Linked DNA regions of Gossypium hirsutum: regions 2 and 3 are each linked to region 1. The links are chromatin contacts, called in public Hi-C maps. All regions are on one chromosome and are shown on one strand. Each heading gives the region's core, a stretch centred on a gene start, on an enhancer-like site or on the middle of the called end of the contact. The rest is flanking DNA. Distances are from core to core; before and after follow the strand shown.

Region 1 (3,273 bases), core at 413-2,912:
AATAAGATCACAAACCTTATGAATGCATGTGAATGATTTTCTTAAATGATTTATTTGTTATGCTATTAATAAATGTGAATTAACCCTAGTGGAATTACATTGAATTAGTTTAAATTGCTTCAACAATGTAATGTGACGTCACACACTCGGACCGACGGTAGAGTCGGATGTAGGGTGTTACTTATATAAATTATATAATAAATAAAATTATATTAATATAATATATTACATAAGAAAATGAATAAATTGAGTTAAGTTGATTAATGTGTCTAAATTCGACCTGGGAATTAACTTTGTTCTATCCAAAGCTATTATTTGAGCTTAGTCTTACCCGAAACCCATTAAAGATTTCAAATTTGAATTGATAACTTTACCCTTAAAGTCGATAAACTCTAAACCTCTTCCTACTTAGATTGCAGGAAATATATGCAAGGCCTCTTACTTGAAGACATGATATGTTTTCCTAGTGAAAATGCTATTTATAAGATTTTAATAAGGTGTTAGGTTTTTCAATTCAAATAATTATAAGATAAGGTGTTGGTTTTTGAATGTTATACCTAAGCTAAGCCCGTAATGTTGAAAATTATATAGGATTTTTCGATCTATCCGTAAATCACGGCAATTAGCATTAAAATTCTTTAATTCCAAGCTCACCCCCCAAGACAACATTCCAAGCCACTTGTACAGTAGATCACGGTAGTTAATGATTTAGCAAAATAAAAAGGGTAACAGAGCTCAATGTCTAAGCACCGTCCATTATAGCAATGAGAACACGATCTTGTTGCCAATAAAAACTTTCATTCATATTCATATTCATATTCTTACACTTAAAAAAGGGATTCAAGACCAAACCACATGACAAAACTGACCAAAAGCTAGCCCTCTAAAGTAAACCATGACTACAACTGGACCACTTTTTTTTTTCCAACTTTACTGCAAGAGCAACTAGCGGCTAGGTTGATCACTGCTTGGAGGCAAACTGGTTAACCAATGACAAAGCATTGCTGGTGACTTGAGCGACATTAATGACTCGAGCTCCGATGGAGGCCTTAATCTTACCATCCAAAGCCCTTCCTGCGAACCCATCAACACAAGTGTTCTCATCGGTTAGTGCAGCACTAACCCAGGTCTCCACATTGCTAACGTGCCACAAGAAATCCTGACCCTTGGCTTGACCCATGTACTTGAGCTCTTGTACTGATTTGCTCAGCCTGTGCACGCTCTCACTCATCTCCTCAATGCAATCTTTGATTGCTTCATATTCCCTCCTCTTAAGTCCCCTGAATTTCTTCATTTTGGAGACGAATGCCTGGGTGGACTTAGTCCTCTCTAGGCTCACCGAAAGGGCAGTCTGAGCCAGTTGGCGTGGGCTCCGCTGGATTGAAGGGGCAAAAGCTGCGAGAGATTGGATGCAAAGTGATGGATATTAGGTGGCACTACATGAAGCCTTGATGAAATTTGAGGCACCTGATCTTGCAGCAGTTGGAGATCTGGCCTCGCAAACAATGCATAGAAGCGAAAGCAAGAGAAAAGTAATGGAGGGACTTGCCATTCTTCTTCAATAGCTTTAGAAATTTGAGAAGGGGGTTATAGAAAGGAGACTGACAGGGTTTTATATTTATAGAAGGTGAAGGTGGAGATAAACTTAGACTGACAATATGTTCTGACACGCGGCAATTTGCTTTAAGTTGAACGCGTGTAATGCTGGATTCTCTAGCCAATGCCTCAATGAGGACACAACCTCCATTAAGATTTAAGAATATAGTAAAAGTGTTATTATTTTTGTGGTTTTGTCAATAAGATCTAGGCTCAGGCTCTCAGTCTTTTACTCGTCTCTTCACATTGGATTAAATTAAATACAGGTAGGTCCTTTTGAATAAAAATAAAATAAAATCCTTGACCTAAAGCTACCGACTTGGAAGAGGGAAAGAAAAGGAATGGGAAACGGTGAGGAGGTGGGGTCTTGCAGCTATCCATTTTATATATGCAAGTCTGTAAAGATAATAAAATTACTTTTTTTTTTAAAATATTTTTTTATATTTACTTTTTTTAATCTGAATCTCTTAAATCTATTTTTAAAAAAACCTTAACCCACAAATTAATATTTACACTTTTTTAATTTGATATTTAATTTTTCTTTATAAATAGTATTTTATTTTTTATTATTTATTTTATATCTATTAAAAAAATTTCAACCAATAATAAATTGCCTCATCATATAAAAATATTTTTTATTATTTTATTATTTCCTTTTTTCTATTGTCTTTTTTCCCTTTCTTCTTCTTTTATAATATCTGGCAAAGCCAACAATGCTCGAAATTTTCCCTCCCTCTTAAGATTGAGACGCTGACAATTAATTCTATTTTTGAACTTCATCGCCTACTTGTTCGACTTAACGGAATAGAAATAATTCATTCATAGATCAAAACTAGTCTATTCAGAATTGAACTGCCCAGTTGCATCGGGTATCAACTAGGGTACTGATTTAAAGATAAGAGTTGATCAAATTGACTTGCAAACCAATACAAACTAGTTGAACCGAGCTAGAAAAAGTGTTGAACCAATTTTCACTATTTTTAAATTTTTAATAATTTATTTGATCGAATCAATCAAACTAGGAATTGGTGGCTAGACGGCTTTGACCATCAATCTGGTTTTTAAAACCTTGATCAAAATCATGAAGTTCTAAATGCTTACATTTGTAGAAGAAGCTCAAGATGAGAGAGGATGAAAAAAGAAAAATAATATTTTTTTTATCTTTTTTTTTGGCATGGCATTTTTTAATTGGTTATCTTTTTTTGTTAAATAGATTTAATGGTTTGACTAACCATCGAATTAATAGAGATACCAACTTGGAAAAAAAATTTAGTCACCACTTGTGAAAAATAATGTTTAGGTACACAAATGAAAAATAATGACATAATTTAAGTAGTATTTTGTAGGTTAAGCATTTTTTAAATAAACTTAATGGTTTGACTAATGGAGGTACCAACTTGGAAAAAATAGTAGTTTAGATATCACTTGTGACAAAAAAAGTTTAAGTATCAATCTCAGAAAAATTTTATAATTTAGGTAAGAATTAATATGTTAAGTTGTCTCAAAATAATGAAAATAAATTTGAAGATTCAAAATGATTAATAATTTCAAATTTTTACTTGAAGTTTGACGAATTTTATTTTAGTTGATAGAAAGTAAGATTATTTTTATCGATAAAATTATTTGAATGTAAGATACTTAGTATATTATTGGGTATATTAGAGTACTTTGTTTGAT
Region 2 (3,335 bases), core at 233-2,732, 350 kb before region 1:
ACATAGAAACATCAACAAATCTTAAGCACATTGGTTTAGAAATGATAGAATGGAGGACAACAAAATAAAGGCATTATATAGAAATTAGCAACCTCAGGAGTGGCACCAGCAGCTCTGACAGTAGCAACTGCAACAGAGATCTCAGCAGCAGATAAAGGGTCCAAAGGATGACTGGTTTGAGGCCTTGTAAAGATTTGGATGCCTGCACAATCAAACAAGCAATCTTATTGAACACTATAGAGAGAAAAATCCTTGTCGACATCAGAGTGCTAAATAACTAAATACCAGCATAACTCTCAAACACGTTCGATTAAACACAAAATTCTTGAAGTTATTCACTTGAAATTTTTTTAGGAAAAAGAAATCGGTCAACAAGCAGCAGAGCAAATAAAAATAAAAGGTCAAAGTGAAGCATTAAGTAATGAATTGATAGTCCTTTCTCGAAATAAATCTTACACTTTCAAGATTCTTCCAATATAACTATAAAAGATAGATAAATAAAAGAAAGAAATATACATGCATTTGGTACAAACTAAACCGTAGTTAATTCCTTTTTTTTTTCAAAAAGAATATATATATCGAAGTCTGAAACTTTAGTTCATGATATTCGTGGATGATTAATGCACGAGGAACGATGCAGAAAATAAAAAAGTCCGAAAAACATGAGATGATAGAAAAAGAAATACATAACAACATGTAAAACGGCTAGGATCTAAATTGAGGATCATCTGAAACGCCGACACATTTCTTACAACAATGAAAGAGACAGGGGGAGAGAGAGAGATGCCTTTGGTGGAAGTATCGGGAAGAGAATCAACGGGGCGAATCAAGGACGCCATGGCAGCTTTGGTGACGCTGCTATCGTCGCGGCGATCCGTAGAACCGAGGGTCCACTCGTGCAGCAGATTGGAGGCGGTGGCGGAGGCAGATGAAGAAGCAGGAGGCGCGGCGGAAACAACGGAGTGCGATGCGCAACATGAAGAAGGGGAAGAAGATGAAGAAGAATGAAGCGTCGTCTTTTTCTTAGCTGAGGCCATTGTAAAGGGTTTGCAAGCTCGCCAAATCCACCGCAGTAAGTCTCAATACAATCTACTGACATACAGCAAAACTTTCTCAGTCGACTCTCTCTGGCTCTCCCTCTCTCTTCTATCTATTTCTCCGTTGGAAAGAAGCTTCAAGAAAATACAAGAAAATTTAAAAGAGAAAAAAATGAAGCAGAAATAACCAAGGTCAGATCAAATAGTGGTGAGTTGAGTGGCAATAAACTCTAATTCTAACGACAAAGGAGCGTTTGTTCATCGGGAGAAAGAAATGTGAAGAGAAAAAGGAAACCAGAACCAGAAACAAAACAAAAGGAAAAAGGAAAAAAATAATCAATGGTAGAGTTGGATAGACGGAGAAAAAGTAAGGGAATGGAAGGGCTTTATATACTATTCTACTCCTATTCCTATATAAGAGAAAGTACAGAAACCACGTGCATCCATCTCACTCTCAACCCACACCCTCTATTGATTTATTGGACGGGAGATCATAGGTGACCTGTTTAACTCTTTTTTGTTAACGCCAGATAATAACAAAACTAAAACTGATGGTGGTGGTGGTGGATATGGGCCATAAGGCGATGGCCCTACTTTTGTTTTATGTTTTTGTAGGATTTTGGGTGGGGAGCTTATAATAATGATTTATAAGAGGGATCATTTTCAGTGGATAAGGGGTGATACATACACTGATAGGAGGATCCTAATGTTAGCCCTGATAAGGCCGTACAACTTCCTCTTATTTATTTATAAGGACTTAATTTCTCTATATTCACTTTTACTTGTGGGCTACGGCCCACGCCACTGCATTCTTTACTTACTCTTATTTTACTTTTAGGATAAACTACCCTCATTCTTCTTTTCATCACTCTAAATTTTTTTTATCACTCTGATTAAGATAATTGTTCGAACTGCTCACAGTTATTAAAAATTTTATTGATCTACTAATGGATTGCTAACGTGGTATTTTTTTACTTTTAACTAAAATTAGGTACCTCTACATAATTATTCCAAATTTTTTTTTTTTAGTTTATTTACAACGTGAAGATTTTAATAGTGGCATTGTCCTTTGAATCCTCTCTAAGAAGAGGGAATCCAATTACGGCGACAATGAATCATGACCATAACCCCACTCTTTCTGATGAACCCATTTTTCAGTATAACACCATCGATCACCCTATCGCCATCAATGGCCATGACAATATTGTCTCTATTGTTACTTCAAGTAAAATTTATCTCTTTTTACTTCTATTTTTTTGTTTGTTTGATTTTTTTTTACAATTTTATATTTGAAAAATTAGATTCTTTTTACAATTTTTTACAATTCAACTGTTTCATTTTTTTTTCTTTTGGAGGATTTAACTTTAATAACTAGATGATGCTTTTTGAAGTTTGTTTCAAAATTTATGAAATCAAATTCAAACATAAAATAACCAATATGTTATAGTGCTCTGGATAACTGTAGGAAGCGAAATACGAAAAAAGGTTGAAAGGAATTATCGCACAACTTGTTTTAGGAGATTAGTTCTTCAATCCTCTGTAACATTTGTAATAGGTTTTTTTTTTCTAAATTGCAAAAAAAATATAATTATCAAACCAACCAAAAAAAAAGTAATCAAGAGTAGTTTTACTTGAAGTAACAGTAGAGACAACATTGCCATGATCGTCGGTGGCGGTAGGGTGGCTAAGTGGTGTTATTGTTAGAATTGTGTGACCCAAATTCTAAGAGATTGCTTGCAAGTCAAGTTAAACAAAAATATATTTTCTTTCTAGAAGATTTAGTATTTATTAGTATAATATATTTAGCATTTATTAGTATAGTTTATTTGACTTACTAATTTAGCCTATAAATAGGCTCCTTTACAATCTTAGAAAAAGAGACACCCATTAGATTAGAACTCATAACACATTCAGAGAATTTTGTGTTTACGTTTTTCGGGTTCTTTGTTTTTCGGGTTTTCGGGGTTTAGTTTTTATCTCCATCTTTTTTACTCTTCATTCTTTTGCCATTATAGTAAAATTATCTTTGCCCGTGGTTTTTTATCCTCTTTTGAGGGGTTTTTCCACGTTAAATTTGTGTGTTCATCTTCTCAATTTCTTCTACTATTTTTACTTGTTCGTTGCTTATTCGGGACGATCCTAACAGTTATACTGGCAAATGGACTCATCGGAAAGGGTGGGTCCATAGTTATGGTTTGCCGTCACCGTCGTTGGATTCCCTCTTTTTATAGAGGATTCAAATATTGATAATGCTACCATTAACATCTTCATGTTGCAAATAAATAAATAAAAATGTTT
Region 3 (3,259 bases), core at 73-2,572, 350 kb after region 1:
GCGCAATCAATAACAGTTTAAATCTACACTCCAATCCAAAACCTAAACTAGATGGCATCAGTTTCTCAAGAGACATCTCATAATGATGCTGCCAAAAAAAAACACTAATAATAATAAAGAACAAAGATGCAATAAAGGTTAAGCAATTTATCAGGCTAGAAATCTTGGTGAGGGAATTCAAGAGACTCAGCTAATGAAGACTTATTTTTCCATCAGAGAAGAAAAATGTAAGATGTGTGATTCTACCACATATTATCCTAGAAAAAGAATACTTCCTCTTCAATTGATTTTCAGATAATACTAAAATAAGGAGCCAAAACACCACAAAATTGCAATAAAAACAAAACCCACTAGCTACCTGTTATTTGAAATAGAATTGATGTGATAATCATGAGCATGGCCATATACTCGTCGACATCTAGCCACTAGGTTGGTCTCCTGACTTGTTACCTAGATATAGTGAAGATTAAAAGTTAGTACAGAGTGATCAAGAAGCATTTAGACAACAAAAGAAATGTTCATGATTACTCAAAAACAAAATCCTAACACTCTCCTCCTACCAGAGAAAGAGAGAGGATGGTTTCCTGAATGTGGGTTTTGAATGGGAGAAGAAAATCCTCCAAAGAGAAGCACCGGTGGCAGAGAAGAGGAGAAAATATACAGAAGAAATAATGATAAAAATCAATCCCATAATAAAGACAAACAAAAATATACAGAGAAAAAAAAGATAAACTCATCGGTGGTGGAGAAGAGGAACAAAGAACCAGAGACTTCTTCAGTGGAGAAGAAGAACAAAGAATCGGTAGAGGAACAAAGAACCAGTAATGAAAAGAGATGGAAGCAAAGTGCATTTTGGATGAAAACAAAGAACCAACGTTGTTTGTGTGTTGTGTGGCTAAAAAAGTAAAAGACCAGCCCAAAAGCACTTCTTGGCTGAAAAAGCTTAAAAAATCTCCTTTTTCATCTACCCAAAAGCACTTCAAAAACGCTGGAAATTTGCAAGAGATGAAGTTCGTTCTTTATTGCTTTTCAGAGAAAAGTGCTTTTACATGTAAAAGCCCATCTCAGATGCAATAAAGAACGAAGCCTTCATCTCTATCATTTCCATTTTAGCTTCTCAAAGAATACACTGTTGTTTTCCCCAAGGTACCTTTTATGCCCCATCTTTGCCCCAATGCTTCATCGGCTGATTAAGATTCCCTCCTCCATTTTCCTCCTTGCAAACGGGGACACTTCTCCTACCAGACAGATTTGCTTTTTCCTCTTCATACCCTCCGTTGCTAGCATGTGAGCCAACCCATTTCTTCCTCTTCCAGTATATGAGAAACGATAGGTACGGAAAACTTCATTCAATTTTCTAATATCTTAGATGTAAGCACTAATCACTGATTCATCTCTCCTGTTTATATTTGTCTTTTATTATTATTACAAGAGCATTTCCCTTAATCTCAACCCTTTGAAATCCTAAATCTACTTCTATTTGTGTCACCTAGAGACATGCAACCGTTTTTACCGCAAACATTGATGAAATACATTTGTTGATTATTGTTTTCAAGCCTAACACCGTCCTATCAGGCCTCCTCACTACCAGTCTTGTACACGACTCATTTTTGCTCCTTTGAAAAGCTCCATCAAATTTTATTCTGATCAGATCTGACACCGATGGTCCCTATCCTTCTAGTACAGGAATTCTAATAGATAAGCGTTTTTTAACCTCTCCCCATTCTTTTGTATATTTTTTCACCATTTCCACTATTTATTGAGCCAGTTGATTATGTCTTTCATGTAGGACCCGATTCCTAGACGTCCAGATTGCCCAAATAATCTCGATTATTAAGCTCTTCTACCCACATGTTCCATTATCTAATAGGTATGTCATTCATTCCCTACATTCGACTACTGAAAGATTTTGCGGCCACCAAATTCCTAACTTACCCCATTCTTCCTTTGCAGTTACACAATCCCAAAACACATGTTCAAGAGTTTCGCAACCATTCTAACATATGGGGCATGTCGTTTCATTCCCTAGTCTCCTGAAGGCTAGGTTGTTGAGAGTCGGGATAAAATTATTAAACCCCTTCCAAATTGTAATTTTAACTTTGCTAAGTGCTTCTGTATGCCATAATTTATTGTAATAATTTCTGTAAAGATATGGCTCATTGTTTGTATTGGTGTCTTGTATTGCCTTCTTGTACCCACTTCACATTGTATATTCCCCCGTCGCTTCTCTTTTCCATACAAATTTGTCTTCTTGTGGGTTTTTCGAGAGAAGAATACATAGAATGCATTCTACATCTTCAATCGCAAAAACATTGGTAATCAAATCCTCCCTCCATTATTTGGTTTCTTGAATAATCAAATCTGACACTCTAGTTATCGAACTATTTGTAACCCGATTCTGAACTTTATAATCTACAGATTCAGGGATCCATGCATCATCCCTCACAGATATATTCTATTATTCTACCCCGTTCCAACCATCTAGCACATCCTGAATTTAAGGAAGCCCTTTGTGGCCCAAATACTCCTCCATGTATAAGAATGATTATTCCTTCTAAGAACGTAGATAACGAGTAGTATTTCACCTTTAAAGTCCAACTACACAAATGAATCGCTCGCTTATCTTTGTGCTTCTACCAGAAGAATTTACTAATAATTACTTCTAATTCGCAATAAACAGAATTGGGTAATAGAAAACGTAACATCAAAGAAGTTGGTTTAACCTGTAAAATACTCTTTATAAACACTTTTTTACCTCCCTAGGAGAGAGGCTAGATACACCAGTTGCTCACTCGATTGCATAATCTATCTTTCAACCCCTAAAACGTTGCTTTCTTTTGTCGTCCCACCATACTAGGTAATCCAAGATACCTTCCAGTGCTCCTTTTGTGTCAAACCCTTACAGATTAGGAGATATCGTTTCTTGTTTGTTCCTGAACATTTGTACTAAAATAAATGACTTTTCAAAATTGATGCACTATCTAAAGCAATTTTCATATTCTTGCAAAATCTCATTCATTATCTGTGCCCCCTACTTGCCTCTCCAAATAAAATGCAATAGTCCACAAATAAAAAATGCGTGATCGCGGGGTGTAATGTCCCAAAGAATATGAATTGTTATTTGTTAAAAACTAACGCAATTAAGTGTCTATCTCAGTGGTTAGTAGTTAGTATGTGTTTGGGGTTTGGTCTTCGGGTCTTGTTGTGAGAAATTGAATTTATTTTTGTTACTCTTTAATGGGATGTTTGTTAATGGTGT

The links. A called contact is a pair of places that touch in the nucleus more often than the background predicts.
Region 2: a Hi-C map of leaf shows a contact between it and region 1, with 1.9 times the contacts expected there. The contact joins the promoter of LOC107949638 here to the enhancer-like site in region 1. A contact is called at or near these places in 2 of 34 Hi-C or Micro-C datasets (both in leaf).
Region 3: a Hi-C map of leaf shows a contact between it and region 1, with 1.7 times the contacts expected there. The contact joins the promoter of LOC107949671 here to the enhancer-like site in region 1. A contact is called at or near these places in 2 of 34 Hi-C or Micro-C datasets (both in leaf).

The regions. Positions count from the first base shown.
Region 1 is chrD03:42,944,125-42,947,397 of Gossypium_hirsutum_v2.1, reverse strand. It overlaps the pseudogene LOC107949652. Among protein-coding and RNA genes, the nearest start is that of LOC107949651, 4.3 kb to the left of the region's middle. Within about 2 kb of position 1,662, at least 6 of the 9 cell types and tissues checked have an H3K27ac peak or open chromatin away from gene starts, as enhancers often do. A contact at or near this core is called in leaf, where this site is marked.
Region 2 is chrD03:43,293,365-43,296,699 of Gossypium_hirsutum_v2.1, reverse strand. LOC107949638 (copper methylamine oxidase) reads right to left here and starts at 1,482. Exons shown (of 12, transcript XM_016884372.2): 1 at 788-1,482; 2 at 93-202. The coding sequence starts at 1,037.
Region 3 is chrD03:42,589,985-42,593,243 of Gossypium_hirsutum_v2.1, reverse strand. It overlaps LOC107949671, which reads right to left and starts at 1,322. Exons shown (of 3, transcript XR_001697847.2): 1 at 1,151-1,322; 2 at 359-450. It overlaps LOC107949672 (a long non-coding RNA gene), which reads left to right and starts at 1,155. Exons shown (of 6, transcript XR_005911371.1): 1 at 1,155-1,333; 2 at 1,576-1,870; 3 at 1,954-2,315.